Linked DNA regions of Oncorhynchus mykiss: region 1 is linked to region 2. A link is a contact called in public Hi-C data. All regions are on one chromosome and are shown on one strand. The core of a region is the stretch at or near the end of the contact, and the rest is flanking DNA. Distances in the headings are between cores, read along the strand shown.

Region 1 (6,218 bases), core at 1,513-4,012, 140 kb after region 2:
GTGTATAACCTTGTATGTGGCCTCGTCCCTGTATGAGGGCAGGTTGTCTACAATGAGCTCCACCATCTTCTGCGCATCTCTACCGGCAGGGCTTATGAAGCTCCGGAAGCTCCCGCCGTGCTGCAGGAGCACACGTCCCCCCTCTGTGAGGACCCGGTGACGCTCCTCAAGCATGGGCATGGGCGTGTTGTTATCAGAGCGCAATACACGGCCCAACTCCTCAACACTCATCTGGGAGAAATAGGACGGTTCTGTGATGGGAATACCTATAGAGGGCATGGTATCTTGATTAGCTGCGTTCAGATGGACAATAGGTCATTGGAAATGTTACTGAAAATGTGTTAATTTTTAGAACAAGCAAGAGTGTAATTTACTTCAAAGGTTTTATCATGCATGCATTCTGCAAACGATAACAGTGTACAAGCAAACAGCACAAAGCAGTGTGTGTATGAGAGGACAGGCAGCCCTAGACAGAACAGATATAGGGCTGTAGCGCTCACCCTCTTCTAGGCTTGGGCGGTCTACTGTTTAACGGGGTATTTCGAAATACCGATATTTCTAATACCGTTTCATTTATTTATTCTTTTTTTGGGGGGTTGGGGAATCCCCGCCTCGCTAAGGGATTGTGTGCGACGCCACTGCAGGTTAAGTATAACTATAAGAAATCTAAGATGTGTTAAATAATATCCAGCTCAGGGCTCCAGCTATGCATTTGGTTTGCTAACTTCCAAGCTAAGTGGCTAGATGTCAAGATCAAGCTTCTTGGTTACAGGAGATACATTCATTCCCCTTCTGGATCAAGATTCTTGTTGCCTAAATTGTTTGTGTGTAAAGAAACATTTTATAGCGCCCCTTGTGTCCACTTCCGATAATACCATATGGTACAGAAACGGTATGAAAATCTGGATATTGTCCCTTCCTACCCTCTTCCATTGCTCTGGTGATGGCAGCACAGAGGGTCATGTAACCGTAGTAGGTGGTCCCACGGTACGTCACCTCACACTGCTGGTCCTCCCGTTCGGGCCAGAAGGAGAAGTTCATTGTGTCGACTACAAATACCCAGTTCAGGGCATGATCGGAGGTTGGGGAGGGGGCCAAGGGGTTGGCCTTCTTCCACCCACTGGCTGTGAGGTCCTCACTCTTCCGCAGGGCATAGAGCATCTCCGCTACCCTCCGCACGCCCTCCTCCTCCACAAACACATCCTGACTGTGTTCCACCACGAACCGGCCAGACTCACGGGGGGGCAGTGGGGCCTCCATCAGCACTGCAAATAAAAAGACCAGTCACATCATCTTCGATGTTCAATGTTACACTTCTCACCCCCTCGCTCTACATAAATAGGTACACCATACCACGACAAATTAAAATGTTCTCAAATAAAACTTAGAGACTGGGACATGACACCAGCATTGCATACATGGTAGTCTACTGTTCAAAACCACCTTCACTCTGCTATGTTTGTAAAAAGAAAAGGGCTTTATAAAAATACATTGGATTGACTGATGTTGAGTCACGCTCGCGCTTCCCTCTTTTTATGGGAAAAACAAATGTACATCTTTAATGGAAAAAGCACAACCCTGAATGACTCAAATGCTATATATAGCCCAGTATAATCCTATATAACTAATGCTGCGTTCATAACCATGTGGAAAGGTTGTATTTACTATACACACAACTTGGAAAAATCCACTTGAACGCCCCTCCAACTTGTAATTACTAGTGGGAAACTCATGGTGCGTTCAAGACAACTGGATTCTTCAGGTCGGAAAGTCTGAGCTTCAGATTTCTTTCCATGAGATCCCAGTTGTCTTGAACGCATTGAAGTCAAAAAGATTTCCCAGTTGTTTTGCGTGGGGCATCATCCATCCCTAAACTCAGAGACTTCTCCTACATGCTGACCTGACGTCACCTACTAGGGAAATTACCTTGATAACAGCATTTTCCACAGTTAAATGCAACAAAACACAATTTATAAAAAGCTATCTATGCACATGGTTAAAATTTGTTTACAAGCATGATAGCTGTACTTTAGTTGATTGTTGACACAGCTTGTTGTCCATTAGCCAATCAGCGTTTGTCAACAAGTTCAAAACATGTGAATGCATCCAACTCGTATTTAGGACTTTACAACTGGCAATTACCACCTTTCCATTTGGTTATGAAGGCAGCATGAGTTCACTGTGACAAGGACAACGAGTAAACTGTCATAACTGGACTTCACGCAAGTAATGCCACGTTCAAATCAACTGGGAACTTGAAAGAAAACGAGCTCCGACTGGGAAAAATCGATTTGAACGGTCATTCAACTCGGGATCTCGGGCCTCTTTTTTGAGCTCCGACCTGAAGATCACTAACGTCATGATTTGACCTCGTATTTTTCCGAGTTCCCAGTTGCTTTGAACGCAGCAAAATTACCCTGCATGTGAAATGCGTCGTTACTGTTCATTCCACATGAGTTTCTACGTTCTATGTTGACTATACAGGCTACATTGTAACGTTACGCCTGTAATTTATATCGAATGTAATATTACTAGATTGTTTAATTTATCATTATCAGTTAAAGGTTCAACCGTTGTCCACGACGATACATTTTTTTTTTTTTTAACATGACCAATTGTGTAGTTAGTTGGCCTTACCTGGACTTTAGGACTTGGCTGAAGTAGCGGCAGACAGAAAAAAAATGGGCGTGGAGCGATAGGTCTATATCCGGTGTCTGTCAACCAATTATATTAGAGCCAATGTCAGACGAATGCGGAAAAATAAAGAGGTAGCTTGTAACGATTTCCTCAGATCCGGTATCTTTGTTTCCGAGGACATTACAGTGCCAAAGGATATGCTGTGTCAGTTTGTTGTTCCTAATCCAAATGGACTCTTTCCGTAATTGTTTTGTGACCTGTTTTTTTTTTATTCATTAGTTTAGTAATGGATTCGTTATTTTATCAGTAAAGTGAAACGAGATGTTGCTGTTTAGTTTGGCACCACATATCTGCTATTGCGCCACCACTACACATTTTTAAATAAAACCGTTCCTGTACTGCACATAGCCTAATAACAATTGATAATTCTTTATGACAACGTCCCACCCTGCAGCATCCTATTTAAACTGAGTCGGCAGATTCGGTCAGACAAGTGGCATAAACTTTATTTTCATAAGACAAGTCAGTTTCTCAAGCTACAGCGGGGCAAGGGTCAGGCGAAGGGGGATATCGACACATTAAGAAAATCATTAAGCATGATGGATTCTGGAGTATATGTAAAGTCTAACACTAGAGATACCATACATACACCTAACATTGTAAAATGGTATGACCACTTCTCCCGGATTGTCCCGGACAGTCCTGCGTTTTGCCTTTGTCCGGCACTTTAAAACAGCAACTTCAAACACCACTAGTTAAAATAAAAGGCTGATTTGTCCAATATTTCAGTTAGACATTCCAACCGGTCTCTTGCAGTCATGCGTTAATGAATGTAAACTCAGCAAAAAAAAGAAACGCCCCTTTTTCAGGACCCTGTCTTTCAAAGATCATTTGTAAAAATCCAATTAACTTCAGATCTTCATTGTAAAAGGTTTAAACACCGTTTCCCATGCTTGTTCAATGAACCATAAACAATTAATGAACATGCACCTGTTAAGACACTAACAGCTTACAGACGGTAGGCAATTAAGATCACAGTTATGAAAACTTAGGACACTAAAGAGCCCTTTCTACTGATTCTGAAAAACACCAAAAGATAGATGCCCAGGGTTCCTGCTCATCTGCGTGAACATGCCTTAGTCATGCTGCAAGGAGGCATGAGGACTGCAGATATTGCCATGGCCACAAATTACAATGTCCGTACTGTGAGATGCCCAAGACAGCGCTACAGGGAGACAGGACAGACAGCTGATTGTCCTCGCAGTGGCAGACCACGTGTAACAACACCTGCACAGGATCGGTACATCCGAACATCACACCTGCGGGACAGGTACAGGATGGCAACAACAACTGCCAGAGTTACACCAGGAACACACAATCTCTCCATCGGTGCTCAGACTGTCCGCAATAGGCTGAGAGGCTGGACGGAGGGCTTGTAGGCCTGTAGTAAGGCAGGTCCTCACCAGACATCACCGGCAACCATGTCGCCTATGGGCACAAGCCCACTACCGCTGGACCAGACAGGACTGGCAAAAAGTGCTCCTCACTGACGAGTCACGGTTTTGTCTCACGGTCGGATTCTCGTTTATCGTCGAAGGAATGAGTGTTACACCGAGGCCTGTAATCTGGAGCAAGATCGATTTGGAGGTGGAGGGTCCGTCATGGTCTGGGGAGGTGTGTCACAGCATCATCGGACTGAGCTTGTTGTCATTGCAGGCTGTGTTACTGTGAAGACATCCTCCTCCCTCATGTGGTACCCTTCCGGCAGGCACATCCTGACATGACCCTCCAGCATGACAATGACACCAGCCATACTGCTCATTCTGTGCATGATTTCCGGCAAGACAGGAAAGTCAGTGTTCTGCCATGGCCAACGAAGAGCACGGATCTCAATCCCATTGAGCATGTCTGGGACCTGTTGGATCGGAGGGTGAGGGCTAGGGCCATTGCCCCCAGAAATATCCAGGGACTTGCAGGTGCCTTGGTGGAAGAGTGGTGTAACATCTCACAGAAATAACTGGCAAATCTGGTATTCCATGAGGAGATGCACTGTAGTACTTAATCCAGATACTGACTGTACTTTTGATTTTGACCCTTTGTTCAGGGACACATTATTCAATGTATGCTAGTCGCATGTCTGTGGAACTTGTTCAGTTTATGTCTCAGATGTTGAATCTTATGTTCATACAAATATTTACACGTTAAGTTTGCAGAAAATAAACAGTTGACAGTGAGAGTTTATGTATAGTACCAGCCAAATGTTTGGACGCACCTACTCATTACAGGGTTTTTATAAATGTATACTATTTTCTACATTGTAGAATAATGAGGACATAACTATGAAATAACACATGGAATCATGTAGTAACCAAGTGTTAAACAAATCAAAATACATTTTATATTTGAGATTCAATGCAGCCACCCAATGCCTTGACATCTTTGCACGCTCTTGGCATTCTCTCAACCAGCTTCATGAGGTAGTCACTTGGAATGCCGTTCAATTAACAGGTGTGCCTTGTTAAAAGTTAATTTGTGGAATTTCTTAATGCGTTTGAGCCAATCAGTTGTGTTGTGACATGGTAGGGGTGGTATACAGAAGATGGTCTTTTACCAAATAGGGCTAAGTCCATAATATGGCAAGAACAGCTCAAATAAGCAAAGAGAAACAACTGTCCATATCTACTTTAAGACAAAGGTCAGTCAATCTGGAAAAAGTCAAGAACTTTGAAAGTTTCTAGTGCCGTCGCAAAAACCACCGAGCACTATGATAAAACTGTCTCTCATGACGACCCCCACTGAAGACACCCAGAGGTACCTCTGCTGCAGAGGATAAGTTCATTAGAGTTACCAGCCTCAGAAATTACAGCCCAAATAAATGCTTCAGAGTTCAAGTATCAGACATCTCAACATCAACTGTTCAGAGGAGACCGCATGAAATCAGGCCTTCATGGTCAAAATGCTGCAAAGAAACCACTACTAAAAGGACACCAATGAGAAGAAGAGACTTGCTTGGGACAAGAAACACGAGCAATGGACATTAGAAAGGTGGAAATCTGTCCTTTCGTCTGATGCCCAAATGTGATATTTCTGGTTCCAACCGCTGTCTCTTTGTAAAACGCAGAGTAGGTGAACGGATGATTTCCGTGTGTGTGGTTCCCAACTGTGAAGCATGGAGGTGGTGGTGTGATGGTGCTTTGCTGGTGACACCGTCTGTGATTTATATAGAATTCAAAGCACACTTAAACAGCATGGCTACCCCAGCATTCTACAGCGATACACCATCCCATCTGGTTTGCGCTTTGTGGGACCATCATTGGTTTTTCAACAGGACAATGACCGAAACACCTCCGGGCTGTGTAAGGGCTATTTGACCAAGAAGGAGAGTGATGGAGTGCTGCATCAGATGACCTGGGCTCCACAATCACCCGACCTCAACCCAATTGAGATGGTTTGGGATGAGTTGGACCGCAGAGTGAAGGAAAAGCAGCCAACAAGTGCACAGCATATGTGGGAACTCTTTCAAGACGGTTGGAAAAGCATTCCAGGTGAAGCTGGTTGTGAAAGTGTGCAAAGCTGTCATC
Region 2 (6,677 bases), core at 576-3,075:
CATTAGCACTCTTGATGGGAACACTCATCAATGAGCATCAGACTTATATTCATCATTACATTCACTAAACAACAGTTTAAAGAGGCTGATTGAACTTATCCCTTTAATCTCTAGTCATGGAAACAGAGTGCACTGCTGGATCTGGGCCCATATTTCTAATGCTTGTCAGAGTAGGATCTAAGATCATGCCCCAATCAACTTGGGCTTGTACCTTACGCTGGGGAGGGATCTACTCCCCAGATCAAGGTATGATAACCAAAGCATGAAGAATTACTGTTGCGTCTACACTGATAAAGATTGATAATAAAGTTACTGGTCCCCTCCCCATGTCAAACACTTGGATTCAGGAGGCAGGACTATTGAGGGGATAGGGTGACATCTCCCTAACTCTTACCTCAACTCCATTCAACACCTTTGGGATGAATTGTAACGCCAACAGGGAGCCAGGTCTAATCGCCCAACCTCACTAATAATCTTGTGGCTGAATGGAGGCAATGTTCCAACATCTAGTGGAAAGCCTTCCCAGAAGATTGGAGGCTGTTGTAGCGGCAAAGGGGGACCAACTCATTATTAATGCTCAGGATTTTGGGATGAGATGTTCGACAAGCAGTTGTCCACATAGCTTTGGTTACGTATGGCTCAGTTGGTAGAGCATGGCACTTGCAACGCCAGGGTTGTGGGTTTGATTCCCACAGGGGAGTAGTAAGAATAAAACATTTATGCATTCACTGTCGCTTTGGATAAGAGCGTCTGCTTAATGACTAAAATGTCAACGTAGTATATCATTCATGTCACTCAACACACACAGTCAACCCAATGTATGTTAGTTTTTTTTATCATGTTTTTTTTCAACTTCAGTAGTACCTTGTGGTGGGGTATTTTAAGAATATTCCAATATATCAGGGTAAATAAGCAAAAATATAAATAATATAAGACAACTATAAACAATACATTAAAATTCCTTTAAACGATGACAGCAGCAGGAATATTAAATTACCTTAACAAAAAATATAAAATAATCATCAATTAACATTTTATATGGCCTATTCAAGACACACGCAGGTAACCTAGTGGTTAGAGCGTTGTACTAGTAACCGAAAGGTTGCAAGCTCGAATCCCCGAGCTGACAAGGTAAAAAAAATCTGTCGTTCTATTCCTAGGCGTCATTGAAAATAATAATTTGTTCTTAATTGACTTGCCTAGTTAAATAAAGTTTTTTTTTTAAAAACACAATAACATCCCACTGGGCACAGACATCAACATCTATTTCACGTGGAAACAACATTAATTCAACCAGTGTAGTCTATTTTATATAAAAATGAGGGACCCCGTGCCTATTGTCTAACATTCCAGTTTATCAGACAGATATGCGTAGACTAGGGTTTTTTTGATTGTTGATTCCCTTGATTGTTGATTCCCTTGGATCCAGTCGGACAGTAGGCATGACGTTGCTGTACACTGCTTCACCGGCGATGCAATGGTTTATACACACAAACTGCCATGACAATCATCACCACCAGCAGGATAGATAAGACAACTGCAATAGAAAAAAATACAATGTTACAAGCACATACATGAAAGAGATTTTAGACCATTCGTTGCGGCTCCGCCCTCTCACGAGAACCCACGCAAATAAAGAACTACAGGTTAGGAGGACTTTGCTGAAAAAACATGGCACTAATAGCCTTCAATTAACAGTAAAATAACAAAATCAAGGTTGCATACATCTACACACGTTATTTAGAAGATAAGCCTACATTCTTATTTTATTGCCAACAGGTGCGCCCCTGTCGTCTAGGAACACGGGCCTGCAATAGGCAACACATTAACCCGCATAAAACCTTACCCAAATTTTGATTCTGTAGGACTACATACGGCCTTTCATTTAGTTTAGAGTCACCTAGTTGTCCGTTCCCGTTCACAAACGCGCCAAAGGATAGAAAATACAGAATTAGGCTTTGTCGACTAGGATACAACATGATTATGCGAGAGGGAAAATAAGCTTCCACTTTCCCAGCATAATAATAGCAAAGACGATACAGTATGAGGATGGACAGAAACTGCTTCTCCAATACAACGTCCCCGATCACGCTTGTAGGTGACGTCATGGTGACGTTGCCTAGCTAAGATCATGCGCAGATACTCGTCATCGGTCTAATGATCGTCTCGCGCAGAACTGCGTATGTGCAGACCGACAAATCGAAGGCAATCCTTTGATATAAAGTTGTTTTTCACGAAAATGAAATCCTTTCAGTTTATCGCTTTCACAAGGTTGCAGTAAAAACATGTTCAGCTACTTAAGAAATTGGCTCGAATCTCGGTTGTACCTTTAGATTTTGAGAAAATTAACAACCAAGGAATAATTTTTCATTTCTCTCTTTGGCTTCTCAAACCCCATACTCCGGACTGGTCTGCCCATTGAGCTGAGTCTGTCTGCAGAGACCCAGTGGCCAAGTTTGATTCGCAAGCGTTCCCGGAAGTTTCGCGGCACCCTCGTGATATCACATTAGCCTACACTGGGTCCTAAAGCTGCCAGGTAGTACTAAAAATTAACCGTTTTACGCCGTATTTCAGTTTCATATCCAGTCTATCGATCAGTGTCATCTAGTCTAGTGATTGTACTCGGTTACTTATTTAATTGGGCCTACAGTGTGATTTGCGGATAATGTATTTTTTAACTTCCTTGTTATTTTAACTGAATAGGGAATTATGTAGTGGTGGGTTATCGGATAGAATATAAAGGATGTGTTACTCTTTCGGTATTTTGTTCTCGGTTCTCTTATATTAGGAATTCTATAGCCTAATAAACATCTGGTAAGGAAATAAAACAATTCAGTTTTTATAGTGCATATATAAGTCATTACTTTCTCTACATTCCTGAAATGTCAAAGAGCAATGGGGTAAAGTTATAAAGGTTAAGATGCTTGGGGTTATAGACTTACATCATTACTGTGCATGACTGATGTATTTGGCCTTTATCACATCATCTGTTGCCACGAGTAAAGCACATGTACCAGTACCAATACAAACACTATTTTCTTGTAATGAGCCCCAGAAGCATAATTGTTTCTGGAAAGTGTCTCTCTACCAAATGGGGATGGAAATACATTTGGTGTCTTCCTGGCCCCATAAATCATCACTGCAACAAGGAACCTGTAGGGAAACCGAAAACGAAGCACTGTGGAACTAGACTTCTCCACCAGTGATTTTGTGCTTGTGGTAAGATGGGAGGGAGAAGGTATTGTTCAAAGGCCAACGAGTTGGTGGGTTGATGTTTCATTTTGCAAGGATGGGTGATTGTGGCAATTAGACATTATGCTTGCTCTCTCGCTCTCGCTCTCTCTCCCTCCCTCTCTATGTTGTTCATTGTTGCTTAGGAGGTTTGACCAATGAGAAGACATGCAATCAGGCTCTGGACCAAATTATCAATTTCTAAGCAATCACGGGCGCATGTACTAGGTTCCATCAATTGACCGAACTCTGTTTTTGTCTTTAATGTTGTTATTTTTCTATCTTTGGAACATGAATTTAGGTCCCAGGTTAATTAACGTTGTATCTCTCTTCTTCCCTAAACACCAGAAGGTTCATCTACTCTGTATTTGCGCCTCATATTGATTGACACCCTTGAAATGAAACAAGACAGGTTGCATAGTGGTAGCCTAGAGGTTAGAAAGGCAGGCCTGCAATTTGAGGGTTGCTACTTCGAATAGCAAAATCAAATCCCTGATCTGAAAATGACGAGACAAAATATTCCCCTTCTTGTTCATCATGTTATACATTATACACTGAGGGTGTCTGCCTTTTGTCTAACATTGTGGCAAGCTGTGTAGTTCCTTTGGTGACAGTGTAGTTCTTAAATTTCTCTGCAGCGTTTCTTCACATAGTGAAGTAATAAGCAGATGGTAATATAGGAGCAGCCATTGAGCCAGTGCTCCTTTCATGTCTCTTCTGCAGGTCTGTTTGAGATACAACTCTACTGCAACGACCCACACAAAGGGGCTTTGATGTGTGGCGCTCAGCTCCCCTATGTAGAAATACCCAAATGAGGAATTGTGTAAACAAACCCATTGATATTCTGTTCTCCTCATACCAGAGGACCTTGACGCGATCAAGGTCTTCTGGGGCAGGGAGGAGTTGTTCTGTTTAATAAAACATTTAATTAAAACCATTTGAAGCCGTTCTATTCCGTTGTATGTTGATGATTTCTGGATATTGCAAATCAGGCTTTTAATTAGAATCGCTCATTAGGGTGTACAGCGACGGCAACCACAATGACACGAGAGGGACAGCTATCTATAATGGACACCCCTGCCTCCGCACACGTTCAGCTCTGAACATTTACTTACGTTTACTGTTTCTGTCAAGATGAACAGCAGCAAGCGATCAAATCATGGTTTTGTTGTTATAAAAAAAAATACAATATATAGTAATGGTAAGAAGACGAAGAAGACGAAGAAGAAGAAAGTGGACAAAACACAAAGATGTAATACATATGTTTATATATATATATTTATTTTTTTACTTCTCATTACATGTATACGATAACATTTGCTGCCACATCCTACAAATACAGGGACCTCCATGCTTCCTTTTCTATTTAGAAAGACCGAAATCACAAAACATTCCAAATATTATATAGCATAATTAAAAAGGCTCAACACATTATTCTCTGAAGATAAATTAAACAAAGGTTGAGAATAAATGGAAACATGTTACAATCTCTGATAGGCTTTGATTTGAGTAACAGTTCAAACAGTCTTATCAAATAGAGAGACAATAAACGTTTTTGTTTTTTGTCTGGAGAAGCGAAATATCAATACATATTATATAAAGCTTTGACCTATCTACAATATTTAGGCAGATTTAAGGCAGAAAACACTGGAAGTTGTTTATCCCAACAACAAACACTTAGGAGAATATATTTTGTAGTCCCTTTGCAACTGGTATTTACTAAGAAACTGGTAAAATGGGTACCAACTGGTTCAAACAATTGGGAAAGGCCCAGAAACCAAATACATAACAATAATTATGTTATTATCATTTCACCTACATTTCCAAGTAAATTCCAGGTAAATAAAGGACTATGAAATAAAGCATAACCACAAATGAAATACTTTTAGCAGCTTATTTGGTCTCATCTGCTAACTGCATTCTTTGAGGTAGGCCTAATCCTTTTAACTTGCATGTTGGTGAGGAACTATTGTTGGTAAAAATCCATTGAAAAAACGTTTAAGACATCAACCATTTGTCAGCCACACAGTATAACTTGTTTTACTTATCGCACATAACAAATTACATTATCTGTATGAAAAACAGTTATTGACATGTATATTAATACATATTGGTTATTCATCTTATTGAACTAATACTCTTAAAACATATCCCCTGCATTTTATGTTTTGGGATGTTGATGAGATTTTTTCCAGAACTGCTTCTCGCTGTGGTTGCTTAAAAGGGTACGCCACAAAAAAACAATGGTAATTTAATGTGACTGGGTCATGTTTTTGAACTCTTAATAATAACCTAGCAAAAATAAGTCATTGATGAGAAGTGACTGCATTGTGTCCTTCAGTCTTACAACCTTATCTTATTATGACAGTCTTAGTAAGATGCTCTTTGTGATTGTGTGGTTGTCTCAAGCCGTAGAAACCTGTCTTGGGATCAGCCATACATTTTCTGTCCAAAATAAAATGTATTTTAAGGATGCTTTCAGACTGAATATTCATTCATATTTCATTTTATCTTTACATTAAAGTCCCCTGTTACACTTTACTTGGATAGTCATACTATCAACAAACTATCTGTTGATAAGCAACTGCTTGCTAAGGTTACAGTTAGGGTTAGGTTTAGAATAAGGGTTAGGGTAAGGGTGAAGGTTAGAGTTAGAGCTAGGGTTAGGATAAGGGTTAAGGTTAGGGTTAGGATTAGGGTTAAGGTTAGGGTTAGGATTAGTAGATAGTTAGTTGAAATGTTACCGATAGTCTGTAGATATTCTGTAGAGCATCTACAGATGTACTAACAGACTATTTGTGTTTATTGTACTCATTGAGCTACAGAAAAAAAGATTTGTTGAATGCTCCATGAGATTGATCTGTGTCTGCTGATTTGGCTCTCGTTCAGGAGTCTGTTGGTAGCAACATAATGTGCCTGGCTGGGTTCTTGGCAACGTGGGTGCTTCTATGGAACAGTACTCATGTTGAGGGAGTCTGTGTGGATCTCTGGCATAATGGTCCTCTCAGGTCTCAGACACACAGCTAGGCGCTGGGGACAACAACAGGTAGACACCAAAGATGTGGAACAAGAGATAGTTAAACCATGTGTCATCCACTTATCACATATTGACACTGTATACAGTATATAAGATATATGCTTCTTTTACACCACACATACCACACTACTCATCTATGTCTTGTCAATAGCCAGCACAGTGCATGACTGTACATACAGTTGAAGTCGGAAGTTTACATACACTTTGGAGTCAGTAAAACTCTTATTTTAACGACTCCACACATTTCTTGTTAACAAACAATAGTTTTGGCAAGTCGGTTAGGTCATCTACTTTGTGCAGGACACAAGTCATTTTCCAATAATTGTTTACAGACACATTATTTCACTTATAATTCACTGTATCACAATTCCAGTGGGTCAGAAGTTTACATACACTAAGTTGACTGTGG

What was found. Hi-C and Micro-C count contacts between places; a contact is called where the count stands out from the background.
Region 1: a Hi-C map of liver shows a contact between it and region 2, with 2.5 times the contacts expected there. The contact joins the promoter of c6h9orf64 here to the enhancer-like site in region 2. A contact is called at or near these places in 2 of 3 Hi-C or Micro-C datasets (blood and liver).

Annotation. Positions count from the first base shown.
Region 1 is chr6:18,250,725-18,256,942 of USDA_OmykA_1.1, forward strand. c6h9orf64 (queuosine salvage protein) reads right to left here and starts at 2,763. Exons shown (of 5, transcript XM_021605425.2): 1 at 2,638-2,763; 2 at 924-1,265; 3 at 10-266. The coding sequence starts at 1,260.
Region 2 is chr6:18,115,641-18,122,317 of USDA_OmykA_1.1, forward strand. LOC110525370 (sodium-dependent serotonin transporter-like) reads right to left here. Exons shown (of 13, transcript XM_021605422.2): 13 at 5,377-6,261. The coding sequence ends at 6,178. Among protein-coding and RNA genes, the nearest start is that of LOC110525370, 21 kb to the right of the region's middle. Within about 2 kb of position 1,826, at least 11 of the 11 cell types and tissues checked have an H3K27ac peak or open chromatin away from gene starts, as enhancers often do. A contact at or near this core is called in liver, where this site is marked.